Regions from separate parts of the Sus scrofa genome. Here region 1 is linked to region 2. Evidence: chromatin contacts called from public HiChIP or PLAC-seq data. All regions are on one chromosome and are shown on one strand. The core of a region is the stretch at or near the end of the contact, and the rest is flanking DNA. Distances in the headings are between cores, read along the strand shown. Region 1 holds the start of IFT52 (intraflagellar transport protein 52 homolog). Region 2 holds the start of L3MBTL1 (lethal(3)malignant brain tumor-like protein 1).

Region 1 (7,316 bases), core at 3,149-5,648, 74 kb after region 2:
TTGGCTGCACTCCCGACACGATGGCCAGCAGCTCTGGGGCCTCAAGTGCCTTCCTGGGATTTTCCTACGCGCCGGAGGACGAGGCCATCTTGGATTGTTAGACGAGAAGCACCTGAGAAACCACGGAGCCAGCTGGTATCTGTAAGGAATTACCTTCAGCTGCTAGTCACCGAGACCCAGCGTTACCATAGCTTGAATAAGATCTTTTCTAGGATTTCCCATTGTGGCCCAGCAGGTTAAGGCCCCAATATTGTCTCTATGAGGATGTGGGTTCTGAGCCCTGGCTTCGCTCAACGGTTTAAGGGTCTAGTGTTGCCACAAGCTGCAGTGTAGGTCGCAGATGCAGCTTGGATCCAGCGTTTCCCTGGCTGTGGCTGGGGGTGCAGCTCTGATTTGGCCCCTGGCCTGGGAATTTCCATATGCCGCAGGTGTAGCGGTGAAAAGAGAAAAAAAAAGATTTTTTTCTTTTCCAGTACATAAACGAAGGATGTGTTAGGTGGATGCAGGGCTGGTACAACAGGTCATCAGATACTCAGCGGCTTTCTGTATTTCTGCTCTGCCATCCTTGACAAGTGGGTTCTGCTATTAGGATTATTATACTATCGTAGAGTGATAGTGGAGCTCTAGCCACTGCTTCCGTATCCTGGGCAGGGAAAAAGGAGGAAAGAGCAAAAGATCACCTTTATAGAGCTTCCCCAGAAGCCCCACCGGATGACTCCTGCTTACATCTTATGAGGCATCCACCCTACCTGTAGTGGAGGCCAGGATATATGTCTATTTAGTGGGGCACATTACTCTCCTATAACACAGGGGTTCTGACACGAAGGGAGAAGGGGAAAATGTTGGGTAGGCAACAGGACCCCTGTACCACCAGAGTCTCTTGGTGTTTGGATTTCGATCTCAGTGTGTAAAATGACAGAGATGTCACAAGCCTATAGGGTACCACCCAACACCCTGTTTTCCCATGCTGATGATGTCTTTCTTTGGGTGGGTGGTATCGGACATTTGCTATTAGGTTGGGCCGCCTGGCATCTGAACCCCTTCTTCTCTTCAGGGAATCTCCTACTTAATGGGCTATGATGAGAGGCAGTAACTACCTCCACTTACAGTAGCTGTAAATGCTAGATAGATACCTACCCCCCTCCCCCACCACCAGCCTCCCCTGCAGCCTGGACCAGGCATGTGACCCCAGGATGCACCTGTGGTAGATTTTTGACTCAAGGAAGGAACAGGGAGCTCTCTTTCATGTGGTAGCTGTGGTCACAAAACCCACAAAACAGAGTTCCTGGTGTAGATGTGGCAACAATGCAAATGGTAGCGATTGGTAGTTGCTGGCAGCATCTATTTCCCAATCAGGTCAGTGGTGCACATCGTTCCTGGGAAGCCTTGAGTCTCCTTCTCCAGTATTCTCAATGATTTTGAGAGCTTCTGATCCCGTTAACCACTCCTTTTTTGCTTTACTGGTCAGAGTCAGCTTCAGAACACCTGCCTATGCTGAACCAGCTTCGATGCTAGACGCTTTCAATTCTATTATCAGTTTCCATCCAAACAACCTTAAGGGAGGAACTATTTCTATCTATCCTCTTTTTACCAATGATGAAATAGGATCAGAGAAGTTGTACCCTGCCTGGAGGTCACATAGATAATAAGGGCCAGAGCTGGGATTGGAGCCCTATGACTCCTCTGGGTGTGCCCTTCACCCTGCCTGTTAGGTCCAAGCGATCAACTGTCAAAATCTCTAAGGAGAGCCCAGCCAGGATGGCTGGAACAAGCCAAGTGATGGGAAATGGGGTCTCAAAGAGGAAGCATTCAACTGGATGCTTTGCTCCACCTTGCATGCCCCTGTATACTTGGCACATCTAGGGCCATAGTGAGCCCAGGCCTTGGACAGAGGTGGGGGCTGGTACAGGCCTGGTGAATAGCCACTTCTAAAAGTAATTCTTACTGGAATAAATGAGAGCATATAAAACCTCATGAGTGCAAGACACTCTGCACTTGTCTGATGGATCATGCTGCTTTATTTCAGTGAAAAAATCTTTTTGACAAACCTGTGGTTCATCACCTACTTCTTCAGGATGGTCTTATTAGCTTTTTGGTTTGTGGACATGAAGGAAACTTTTTTTTGCCTTACTTGCAGCATGTAGAAATTCCCAGGCCAGGGATCAAACCCATGCCACAGCAGCAACCTAAGCTGCTACAGTGATGCCAGATCCTTAGCCCACTTCACCACAAGGGAACTCCCAAGGGGAACTTTTTTTTTTTTTTTTTGCTTTTTAGGCCCACACTTATGGCATATGGAAGTTCCCAGGCTAGGGGTCAAATCGGAGTGTAGCCACTGGCCTACACCACAGCCACAGCAACACCAGATCTGAGCTGTGTCTGCAACCTACACAACAGCTCACGGCAACACCAGATCCTTAACTCACTGAGCAAGGCCAGAGATCAAACCCGAACCTCATGGTTCCTAGTTGGTCGGATTCATTTCTTTTTTTTTTTTTTTTTTTTTTGTCGTTGTTGTTATTGTTGCTATTTCTTGGGCTGCTCCCGCAGCATATGGAGGTTCCCAGGCTAGGGGTTGAATCAGAGCTGTAGCCACGGCCTACACCAGAGCCACAGCAATCTGGATCCGAGCCGCGTCTGCAACCTACACCACAGCTCACGGCAACGCCGGATCGTTAACCCACTGAGCAAGGGCATGGACCGAACCCGCAACCTCATGGTTCCTAGTCGGATTTGTTAACCATTGCGCCACGACGGGAACTCTGACAGGGGAACTTTCTTAACACCAGTGTGTGCTGGTGATTTTATAGGCTTTTCTCTTAACTCATTCTTACTCTTTGCCTTACCTTTTTGTCTACCCAGCCCACTGCCCCAGGAATTATGGAAGATGAAGTTAGAAGCCCATGGAAAACACACCAATGACAGTGACATTGACCTACTGGGAATCAAAAACCAGGTCACGAAGAGCTACTGTTACGTTGACCTGTAATTCTGAAACACTCTGATTTGATTTCCACCTTCATAGCGTCTGCCAATAGACAAATGTGGAACGTGGTGAGGGAGAAGCCAAAATTCACCCAACTTTCCAAAGCCAAAAGCAAGAGCGTGTAATTGTCAGAAATGTGATAGTACTGTCAAAAGTATACAACCCACTATGGGCTGTGAAACACATAATTGCTCTATCTGTTCTAGGACTGTAAAATCACAAAATTTTCACCAGGATAGAAAATAAAAATGAAAAATGACGGTATTGATCTGTTGAATATCAGAACAGACACGTTCACACCTGTTTATTAAACACATTTTAAGCTTCATAGGTATTATCTACAAAACTCACAATAAACCAGCATTTAGAAATTAACCTCACTTTACAGATAAGAAATATTCACTCAGAGACAGTAAGCAACTTGCCCAAAGTCAGCCAGCTGGTACAAGACACAAACAGGAACTGAACTTGGTGGCAGCTGATGCTAAGGTGCTTGCTTTTTCTACAGCCTTCAAAAGTGGAAGAGGTGCTCTGGGCAGGCCCTCTTTCCGTCTTCTAGCAAACACTGACTGCAAACTGTACTCACCCAATTTTGCACCAAAAGACAGCATCCTCAGGAAGGGAAATCACAATCACTCTGTTTCCACTTAACTTTGCAGTGACAGTAGGTGTGAAAAGGAAACAGGAGTCTTGTATTTTAAGACCCTAAAACTCCGACTACTCTGTACATGCTGCAGACTGCAACAAACATCAATCACAAAGACTGCTTTTATCGTTTGAGCTAGCCAGGTAGCGGGCTTAGTACACACATCCACGTTCGCTCAGGGCAGGCACTGAGCAGTCCGCTGGGGAGAAGAGTGCCCTATTTGTGGAAACTACTGTCTGGTTTCTCATTTTCACAGCGACTGCAGGGCAACCCATACGTGGCTCTTCCGCATAAGCAGTTCTTTCTGCCCCAACGCCCTTCCCCAATCCTTGCTTTATTGAACCATTCTTCTTTCAGTGGGGGTCCCCGGTCGGCCCAGCTCCCGCCCCTCACAGATCCCTTAAACAGTTTATATTTTTACTTTTTGGTAGGATCTGGCCAGGTGTAACTCCCCGCCTGGGGATGCGCAGAGGGCGGGTTCACTGATTCATCCGAGGCCTGGCATTTTGGCAATGAACAACAGGGGTATTCAAACACAAAGAACCACCTCGTTTTACCTCCCACTCTCCCACTAAACCTGTCCACCATCCTCTCGGTGGGCTTCCCCAGCCTCCCAGGGGACTGAAACCCTCCCATTACGCAAGCGAACTCGAGGCACGCATTCCTGACGCAGGATACGCGCCGCCGCATGGCTGCACCCCGCCTCGCGTATCTCTGCGCCTGCGCTCTTGGGATCAAGGCTGGGTCTCCCGCACTGCTGCGGGAAGCCTTCACTAGTCTTTCTCGGAGTGGAGCGAAATTTGGGCGCTCGGGGCCTGTCGTTTTTATCAGATTTTAATAAGAGTTGATATTAAAGGAGAAAATAAAATGAGCTTATCTTTGGTCTGAAGTTAAACAAGTTCTATTTGGATTTACCCCTCATCCAAAATAATAGTACAGTCCGAGGTTAGCCCCGCCCCCTCTCTCACTGGTCCCTCCCCCTCCTAGGCGAGCTAGGTGTACCGGCTTCTTCAGTTCTGTCGTCATCACGTAGCTCCGGAGGTAGATCCACGCCGCGGTCCCCGCCTACCAAGCGCGCAGCTTCGCCTCCGCTGTTGCTAAGCGGCCTTGGATACCTGGCCGCGGGACGCTGGGTGGTGTCAAGTGGAGATGGTGGTCACTGGGCCTCAGGTAAGCGGAATTTCGACCGTGGTGGACCGGCCCGGGCGTTGGGGAGGCCTAGGAGTTGGCGAGGGCCTTTGGGCCCGTCTTCGGAATTGGGGTCTGCTAGGGTTTAGTAAAAGTGGGGCACAGATAATAGGCCCGGATCCCGGACCTCAGACTGGGCTCACGTTTAGCTCGCCTCTGACTGGGAGATTTTTAGTCATCCTGCTGAAGATGAAAGATCATTGGACAAGAAACCATAACAAAATATCCTAGTCTCATCCCCTTTTTCTAGGAATCCTGCTCTTAGGAATTTGTCCTTCGACAAAAAATAATTAATGGCAGAAGCAGAAATATGTAAATTTCAGTAGTGTCTATGTTGGCAAAAAATGGAAAAGATGCCCTCGAAGGCGGTGATTGAGTTTATTATGGCGTAATTACGCAACCACTAACCTAATCAGAAGGCAGAATACAGTGTTGTATTATACAGTGTGAAAATAAGCATGGGCATGGATGCAACAGAACATGAAAGATAGTTGCAGTGGAACATGGGGGTATTTTTTTTTTTTAACCTGACAAAGTGATTTTAAAGTTCGCCCTGAAGAATAAAAATATGGGAATAACAGTATTAGGAAAATTCTAAAAATTAAGAGTAATAAGAGGCGTTAGCTCTTATCAACACTCCTAAATATTATAATATATATATTATAAAGCTGTAATAATTTAAAAAGTATGGAATGGAGCAGGAACTTATGGCCAAATAGAGTATAAAAAATTAATAGTAAAATTAGGAGTTCCCTTTGTGGCTCAGTGGTTGCCAAAACCGGCTAGTATCCATGAGGATGCAGGTTTGATCCTTGGTCTTGCTCAGTGGGTTAAGGGTCTGGCGTTGCTGTGAGCTGTGGTGTAGGTCGAAGATGTAGCTCAAATTCCTGCATTTCTGTGGCTGTGGCGTAGGCAGATAGCTTCAGCTCTGATTGGACCCCTAGCCTGGGAACTTTCATATGCTGTGAGTGTGGCCTTAAAAAGCAAAAAACAAAAAAACAAAAAAAAAAAAAAAAACCCAAAAAACAAAAAAAATTAATAAAATTCAGTTTATAGGGATTTACTATATAAAGCAATTTTTTTTTTTTTAAATGGTCACACCCGTGGCATATGGAAGTTACAGGGCCAGGGATTGAATCTGAGCTGCCGCTGTGATCTACACTGGATCCTTTAACCCACTGTGCCAGGCCGCTGGGCTGTGGATGAAACCTGCATCTCTGCAGCAACCTGAGCTGCTGTGGTTGCATTCTTAACTCACTGTGCCACAGTAGGAACTCTGGCAGTGTGGTATTTTAAAGATGGATTGGTGTCAGACAGCTTTCTAGTAATTTTAAAAAAAAGAACAATTAACAATGAATTTTAAGCACCAAAATCAATTTTAAATGGACTAAAAATTAAATCTTAAAAATTATTAAATCATGAAATACTAGAAGTAAGCATTGTGGATGTATTTATAGTCATAGCATGGTAAAAACGCTGCTAAATATGTCATGCAATCTAGGAGTTCCAGTCGTGGCTCAGTGGTTAACGAATCCGACAAAGAACCATGAGGTTGCGGGTTCGATCCCTGCCTTGCTCAGTGGGTTGAGGATCCGGCATTGCCGTGAGCTGTAGTGTAGGTGCAGACTCGGCTCAGATCCCGCGTTGCTGTGGCTCTGGCGTAGGCCAGTGGCTACAGCTCTGATACAACCTCTAGCCTGGGAACCTCCATATGCTGCAGGAGCGGCCCAAGAAATGGCAAAAAGACAAAAAGACAAAAAAAAAAAAAAAAGAAAGACAGTTATACAATCCAGAAGTGAGAAAAGAAAATATTAATACTCTTGACTCTATAACGTTTAAAACCTGTGTATGGCCAGCAAAATTCAACCAAAATAACCTCCCCCAAAAGAAGAAAACTACCAATAGCTAAGTTTAAAGACAAATAAACTTATGAAAGTATTTGTTTAAAGATCAATTAGAAAAATATTAAACCTAACAGAAAAATGAGCAGAGTATATGAACAAGAAAATTAGAAGAATACAAGCGGCCAATACACACTGTGGAAGATGACCATCTCACTAATTTCAAAGTGCAAGTTAAAACAATAAGGATTTTTTTGCCTATCTTATTATTTAGCAAGGATGAAAAATTAAAAGTAGATTGGATTGTGTGGAAACAAACATATTAGTGGAAGTAAAACTTAGTACAATTTTTTTGGAGGGCAATTTGGAAATAATTTACTTAGCCATTCAACAGATAAGCCTCTATTCCATAGATATGCACAGTACAGAAAAACATGTCAAAGATGATGTTGTAGTAGTATTTTACCAGCAAAAATTTGGGGGAATAACATGTCATTATATGATGGGTTGCATAAATTATGTTGCATCCATAAAATGGAATACTGTACGGCAGTTTCTAAAAGAGTGGGAGATCCACATAGGGTGACATGGAAAGATGTGAAAGATAACAGGTTGGGTGAAAAGAAGTGCGTTGCAGAGTAGCACATATGGTCCT
Region 2 (7,158 bases), core at 3,218-5,717:
AGGGGAGCAGCCCTAGAAAAGGCAAAAAGACCAAAAAAAAAAGTCTACAAATAATAAATGTTGGAAAGGTGTGGAGGAAAAGGAACCATCCTGCACCATTGGTGGAAATCTGAATTGATATAGCCACTATGGAAAACAGTATGGAGTCTCCTAAGGAAACTAAAAATAGAATTAGCAGATGATCCAGCAGTCCCACTCCTAGGAATATATCCAGAGAAAACTCAAGTTGAAAATGTGCATGTGTCCCAGTGTTTGTAACAGCATTATTTACAATAGTCAAAATATGTAATCAGCCTGAATGTCTTATCAACAGATGAATGGATAAAGATGTGACATACACATAAACACAATGGAACACTACTCAGAGATAGAAAAGAGTGAAATAATGCCATTTGCAGCAACGTGGATGGACCTGGAAATTATCACTAAGTGATTACTACTAAGGGAAGTAAGTCAGAGACAAATATGATATCACTTATACATGGAATCTAAAAAAAATGACACAAATGAACTTATTTACAAAGTAGACTCACAGAGAACGAGAAAAACTTTGTGAAAGGATTATTTATTTGACCAGCTTCATTATGTGGTAGGCAAAAAAATGCTCCCCTACAGATGTTGCTGTCCTAAATCCCAGAATTTATAAGTATGCTATGTTATATGGCAAGGGGGAATTAAGGTTGCAGATAGGCTGAAGTTTACTGATCTGCTGACCTTAAAATAGACTATCCTGGATTTTGGGGATGGGCCCAATGTAATCACAAAATTTCTTAAAAGATGGAAAATTAAGGCAGAAGAATTATAGTCACAGTGATGTGAAATGAAAAATTTGACGACGAGTCATTGCTGACTTTGGTGATGAAGGGGCCACAAGCCAAAGAATGTGGATAGCCTCAAGAAACTAGAAAACAAAATGAGTTCCCCCTTAAGCCTCCACAGAAGAAGCCAGCTCTGCTGACACCTTAAGACTCATTTTGGACTTCTGACCTCCAGAACTACAAGATTAAATTGTGTCATTTTAAGCCACTAATTTTGTGGTAATTTGTTCAGCATCAATGAAAAGGCTTGGAGTTGCCGTCGTGGCGCAGTGGTTAATAAATCCGACTAGGAACCATGAGGTTGCGGGTTTGGTCCCTGGCCTTGCTCAGTGGGTTAAGGATCTGGCGTTGCTGTGAGCTGTGGCGTAGGCCGGCGGCTACAGCTCTGATTAGACCCCTAGCCTGGGAACCTCCATATCCCGCAGGAGCGGCCCTAGAAAAGGCAAAAAGACCAAAAAAAAAAAAAAAAAAGCCATAATCAATTGAATCTTCTTTTTTATCTTTTTTTTGCGGGGGGGGGGGGAGGCGAGTGGGCATGCCCATGGCGTATAGAAGTTCCTGGGCCAGGATGAACCCGAGCCACAGCAGTGACAAGGCCAGATCCTTAACCTGCTGCACCTCCAAGGAATTCCTGATTCTTTCTCATCAAGTTCCTCAGCATCATAAAACATGAATTCTATCAGTAAGTTGAGGACAAGATTCAGATATTTAGCTGAATTTGGGTAAGGGAAAGAGCCCAGGCTCTGGCCCTCACTGAAATAGATTTTTCTAGTGGTTGCAAACATAAGCTTCAATTTCCAAAGCCAAATATAAATTTTGTCTCTGATGCTTTGGAAAATATAATGCATGCCTGGGGGGAAGTAAGAAATACTCGTATTTGGAAACATGTGCTTCCCCTGCCTTTCCCACCATGGGGCCCCCAGGTAGATAATCTGGTAGTCAGGGATCAGCCTTTGCATAGGGGATTCAGTTCCAACTCCCACCAATACCTCATGGACCCAAGATGCCATCTTTTGTCATTTGTGCGATGAAACCTAGGTCCCTAGCAGTTGGTTCCTGGGTCTATCCAATAACCACCTCCAGGACAAGAGAGACATTGGGCCACCCCCTGGTTGCTCTGTTCCCTCTTTGTTTCTGGCTCCTCCTGACCTCCCCTTCTTGCAAGTTCAGCCATCCATTTTCTCTCCTTCCTCCCTTATAGTACTTTATGCTGTTTTCTCAGGTGTTTAGCTTATGTTAGAAAGCATTCCCTGGGTTCCCACTGTGGTGCAGCAGAGACAAATCCAACTAAGAACCATGAGGTTCAGGTTTGATCCCTGGCCTCGCTCGGTGAGTTAAGGATCCATTGTTGCCATGAGCTGTGGTGTAGGTCGAAGATAAGGCTCGGATCTGACGTTGTGGCTGTGGTGTAGGCTGGTAGCTGCAGCTCTGATTCAGTCCCTAGCCTGGGAACCTCCATGTGCTGTGGGTGTGGCCCTGAGAAAAGCAAAAAAAAAAAAAAAAAAAAAAAAGAAAAGAGAAAGAAAGCATTCCCTGTTAGCAAAATGTGCCGTATCGCTGGAAACAGAGGTGTTTCCCACTTAGAAAAAAGTCATACCCTGGTGATTTTCCTCAAGTACCCGGACTGCCCCAAAGGTGAATTAAAATCTCCTGTAGGAACAGAAAGGCGTGGGCTGCTCACAAACAGTTTTCTCCGTGCTTCTATTCTTCAACCTTTCAAAAAAAATTGGGGATCCACTCTTGGGGTTAACTTGGAGAAGACACTGGGGGCTATGACTTGAGGGAAGGATTGGACTTGAACACTTGCTCCTGAGGGCAGACTGGACCAGTGCAACAACTCTGGCTGTATTAGAGGCAGAATCTTCCCCAAATCACATCCACTTGGGAGGAGCACTCCATCCCTGAAGCTGTTCAGGCCTACCAAAGCTATCAAGACCACCAAATACTGTTAACAGGCAATAAAAACATCTTAGCAGCTCAAACCCAAATTAGTTGTTTATTCCTGTGTCACGTTAGCTCAGATTCCACTAGACTAAAAGATGTGCTCCTTACTGAGATGTTTGTGTAGTTTCATCACTTTCTTTTAATCTTCTGAATATCTAAAATAAACCTTTGGGAATCTAGAACAAGCGTAGCCTGGGTAGAGATGAGAGAAAAATGAGTGGTTGTTGGTGTCTATTAAAGAGACTTCCATCGTTACGACAACCAGCATCCTCAACTGTTGCAATCCTGTTCCCAAAAATCTGAGTTGTGATTAAAAAATGACACAGCAACAAGGAAGAATACATGTAATGTGTTGGTGTGGCAACCAGAATAAAGTCTGCATAAACTGAAACTTGATCGCAACAATTTGGGGAATTTGCCTACAGTTAACTGGGAACCCTTTTCTCATCTAGACTGAAAGGAACCTGGAGGTTCTACCTTGACTATGACCTTAGGCCGGATAGACCCCAGTATCCTTTTCTGTAAAAGAAGGGATTCAATTACATCATTGGTGTGGGAGTAGGGCATAACTCTGGGCTGTACCAAGAGTTGCCCTGTTTTCATCTGCAGTGGCCGTACATCGTTAATCGGTCAACAAACATTGAGCACCCACTACTGTCCAGCTCTGTGCTAGGTGCCAGGAAAACACAAACAAGTGTGTTTCTTACCTCTTGGAGCTTGCAGTATCTAAACCTCTCTAATTACACAAATTTGTGTGACATAACAGCTACCACGTGTAAGAAGTATTTCATGAAGATCCTGTCATGGTGCAGCAGAAACGAATCTGACTAGGAACCATGATGTTTCCGGTTCAATCCTTGGCCTCACTCAGCGGGTTAAGGATCTGGTGTTGCCACAAGCTGTGGTGTAGGTCACAGACACAGCTGGGATCTGGCGCTGCTGTGGCTGTGGTGTAGGCCCGCAGCTACAGCTCCTATTAGACCCCTAGCCTGGGAACCTCCATGTACCTCGGGTATGGCCCTAAAAAAAACAAAAAAAAGAAAAGTATTTGTGCTGTAAGAACCAATGAGGAGGGAGTTCCTGCTGCTGCTCAGTGGTAAACAAACCCAACTAGTATCCATGAGGATTTGGATTCAATCCCTGGCCTTGCCCAGTGGGTTAAGGATTTGGCATTGCCTTGGGCTGTGGTATAGTCGAAGATGTGGCTCGGATCCCAAGTTGCTGTGGTGTAGCCTGGCAGCCCCTAGCCTGGGAACTTCATATGCCGAGGGTGTGGCCCTAAAGAGCAAAAAAGAAAAGAACCAATGAGATTTTGACTAATTGAGTCAACCAAGGAAATCGAAGCACAGAGGAGCAATGTCTAACTCAAGGCAACACCATCACAGACACCACTACTGAAAAAAATACAAACAAACCCTATGCTAAGAAGTAGGTGATATAGTCTTTACAAATGGAGAAATGGGGAGTTCCCCTTTTGGCTCAGTGGTTTAGGAACCCAGCTAGTATCCATGAGGATGCAGGTTGATTCCTGGCACGCTCAGTGGGTTAAGGCTCTGCCATTGCTGTGAGCTGTAGTGTAGCTCGCAGCGGAGAATCAGATCCCTGGTGGCTGTCTGGTGAAGGCCGGCAGCTGCAACTCCGAGCCCTAGCCTGGGAACTTCCACATGCTGCGAGCGGCCCTTAAAAAAAAAAAAAAAAAAAAAAAAAAAAAAAAGAGAGGGGGGGGGAGAGAAATGGAGGACCAGGACAAACAGGATAAAGTGATGTGCCCCAGGTCACACCACCAACCAATGGCGATGGGTCATCCAAACGCAGGCGCGGTTAATGCTGCCCTTTAGACAACCAGGGCCAGGCCAAGATCGGAGCCCAAGAGGAGATTTTCTTAGGCTCCCCTTCCCCAGGTGGGGCAGGCACCTTTGGAAGGCATTGGACAGCGCACTGGACAGCGCAGTGACCCGACCAGGGTGCGTGCGGGAATGCAGCCTCGTCTTTCGTCACTGACCACTCAGCTCAGGGGCCCACCAGGTTCTCTCTTCCGGCTCGGTGGTCCCCGCGCTCCGCTGCGTGCCGCTGGCTGTGCTGCAGTGGGTGGGGGACAGGGAGAATCTCGACCTGCCTCGCCGGCGCAGCAATCCGGCCCCGGGGCTAGAGGATATTAGGGCCCGGCGGCCAGGGCCTGTCAAGAGGGCCCCCGACCCGCGCCCCTCGAATCTGCTTGTCGCGCGGTCTGCGGCCCGCGTCCTGCGGGGAGACGGGCCCGCCCCCCTGTGCGCGCAGGCGCGCGCCACGCGGGGCTCGGACAGCAGCTCGGCTCCCGGCGGCCGCACGCGGGCCTTGCAGGTAGGGACACTGGGGTGCGGGGTGCCGCGCCGACCGGCCCCTCCCAGCACTGCGAGTGCTCGGGTCTGAGGCCCCGGGGCGTCGCTCCTCCCGAGCGCCTCCGGCGGGGTGCACGGGCCGGGAAGGAGGTTCGGGAGAGCGGGACTGCAAGGGGATCTGGGCGGGTGCGGGGCTCGAGGGCGAGGCAAGCGCGTCCGCTGTGCTGTTGCTGGCGGCGATCCGGAGGTGGGGAGGGAGGTGGCTCGGTTTTTCGAGAAATACAATCAATAAGAGTTTTTCATTAATAGAAGAAAGGGTGTAAAGAGTGGGGTTTTGATTTTCTTAGGAAATAGGTCATTTGGCAAACTTTCTCTTTCCTACCGTTAATTTCACATTTTTTAACGGAAAATTGAATCACTGTTATTATTTGGCCATAAAGGGAAAGAATAAAAAGAATTCCGCCATTTTGGCGTTTTAAAAAAGTAACCATTCTGCGGGACTGATGGATCAGTGCCCGCCCCGCCTGCTGCCGTCTACACTAGTCCCGCGAGGACACGGAAGGCGGGCGGCGGTCCGAACCCTGGAGCCTGCATCCTTCCTTCTCTCCTGCATTCCCGCCCCAGCTGCGGCGGGGGGCAGGGCCGAGGCCCCAAGTTTGCGGCGCTCAGTCTTGCTGGGGTGTGTTGGGGGTGTCTGTCTGGGGCGCTAGCTCCCCACCCCCAACACCTAGAGCGAGGGCGTTTATTGAGTGTTGCCTGCGAGGCCTCGACGGGCAAGGGGTTGGGGGAAGCCTTAGCAGACCAAGAGAAATAAATACGGACACATTCCCTCAATAAATATTTATTGAGCATCTGCTATATGCCAGACACCCGTCTGGGCTGGGCATCCAAAGGTTGTTTGAGGTCGGGTTCCCTGGAAACACTCGGGAGGGAGATTTGAGTGTAGGTTTATCAGGTGCCCCTGGGAATATCACCTGTAGGGGAGAGAAAACAGCAGGGTGGTTAGGCAGAGGAAGTTAAACTGCTGATGTAACCTCATCAGAGGCCTCTCTGCCTGTCCCAAGGGAAGTTCTGGAAAGGTCCTGCAGAGATGTCCCAAATTGTCCTTTATGTCCCATATCAACTCGTCAGCAGGTGGCTGCTCCAGGAGACCTCACACGCACGTGGGCGAGGCAGCTCCCTGGCCAAGGGCAATTCAAAGGGGAAAGGAGCTGACTGCTGACAGACCTCCTGTGAAGGCCAGTGACAACCTTCATAGTAGCCGGGGACCTCCCACTTTATTCCCCTCCTCCTCCAGCCTCTGAGGAACCCGGAAGGAGGAAATGATATTCTAGCCCCTAAGGCAAGAATAGCTGAGTCTTTTATGGTTTCAGAAACACTTGCTGCTTCTTTTTTTTTTTTGGCAGCGCCCACCACATGTGGAAGTTTCTGGGCCAGGGGATCAAACCTGTGCCACAGCAGTGAGCCAAGCCACTAGAGTGGCAACGCCAGATCCTTAACTTGCTGTGCCTCAAGGGAACTCCCAGCCTCCTCTTCTTTTCTCTTTTTTCTTTTCTTTTTCTTTTTTGGTCTTTTTTTCATATGCACCAGCAGCACATGGAAGTTCCCAGGCTAGGGGTCAAATCGGAGCTGGAGCTGCCAGCCTACACCACAGCTACAGCAACATGGGCTCCAAGCCATGTATTCTCCCTACACTGAAACTCACGGATCTTAACCCACTGAGCAAGGCCTGGATTGAACCCACATCCTCATGGTTACTAGTCAGGTTCCCTACCACTGAGCCTTAGCGGGAACTCCCCCAACCTCATCTTGTGTTACTGAACACTCTTCACTCCCAGCTCTTTCATTCATTTGTTCATTCATTCACTCACTATTTGTGGATGCAGTCTCTGGATCAGGCTCTTAGGTACTTTGTTCTGTCTGGGGGAAGGCTGACAAGATAATGCATAGTTAGACTGGTAGAATGGAGAACAGTGGAGGGAGTGATTGATTTTGTTTGGGGGGTAGATTCTGGGCCTTTCAGAGAAGAGGTGTCACTCAAGCTGGATCTTGGAGGATATCAGGAATTTTCAGACATA

The links. HiChIP or PLAC-seq counts read pairs in DNA pulled down with a chosen protein or histone mark.
Region 1: an H3K27ac HiChIP or PLAC-seq map of skeletal muscle shows a contact between it and region 2. The contact joins the promoter of IFT52 here to the promoter of L3MBTL1 in region 2. A contact is called at or near these places in 4 of 47 Hi-C or Micro-C datasets (alveolar macrophages, liver, skeletal muscle and 1 more) and 2 of 2 datasets of contacts at active chromatin or transcription factors (alveolar macrophages and skeletal muscle).

Annotation. Positions count from the first base shown.
Region 1 is chr17:46,205,558-46,212,873 of Sscrofa11.1, forward strand. It overlaps IFT52 (intraflagellar transport protein 52 homolog), which reads left to right and starts at 4,399. Exons shown (of 13, transcript XM_021078178.1): 1 at 4,399-4,802. It overlaps SGK2 (serine/threonine-protein kinase Sgk2), which reads left to right. Exons shown (of 15, transcript XM_021078166.1): 14 at 1-141; 15 at 2,863-3,250. The coding sequence ends at 101.
Region 2 is chr17:46,131,100-46,138,257 of Sscrofa11.1, forward strand. It overlaps L3MBTL1 (lethal(3)malignant brain tumor-like protein 1), which reads left to right and starts at 4,468. Exons shown (of 22, transcript XM_021077798.1): 1 at 4,468-5,102. It overlaps LOC106506015 (a long non-coding RNA gene), which reads right to left. Exons shown (of 2, transcript XR_001300973.2): 2 at 5,906-6,054.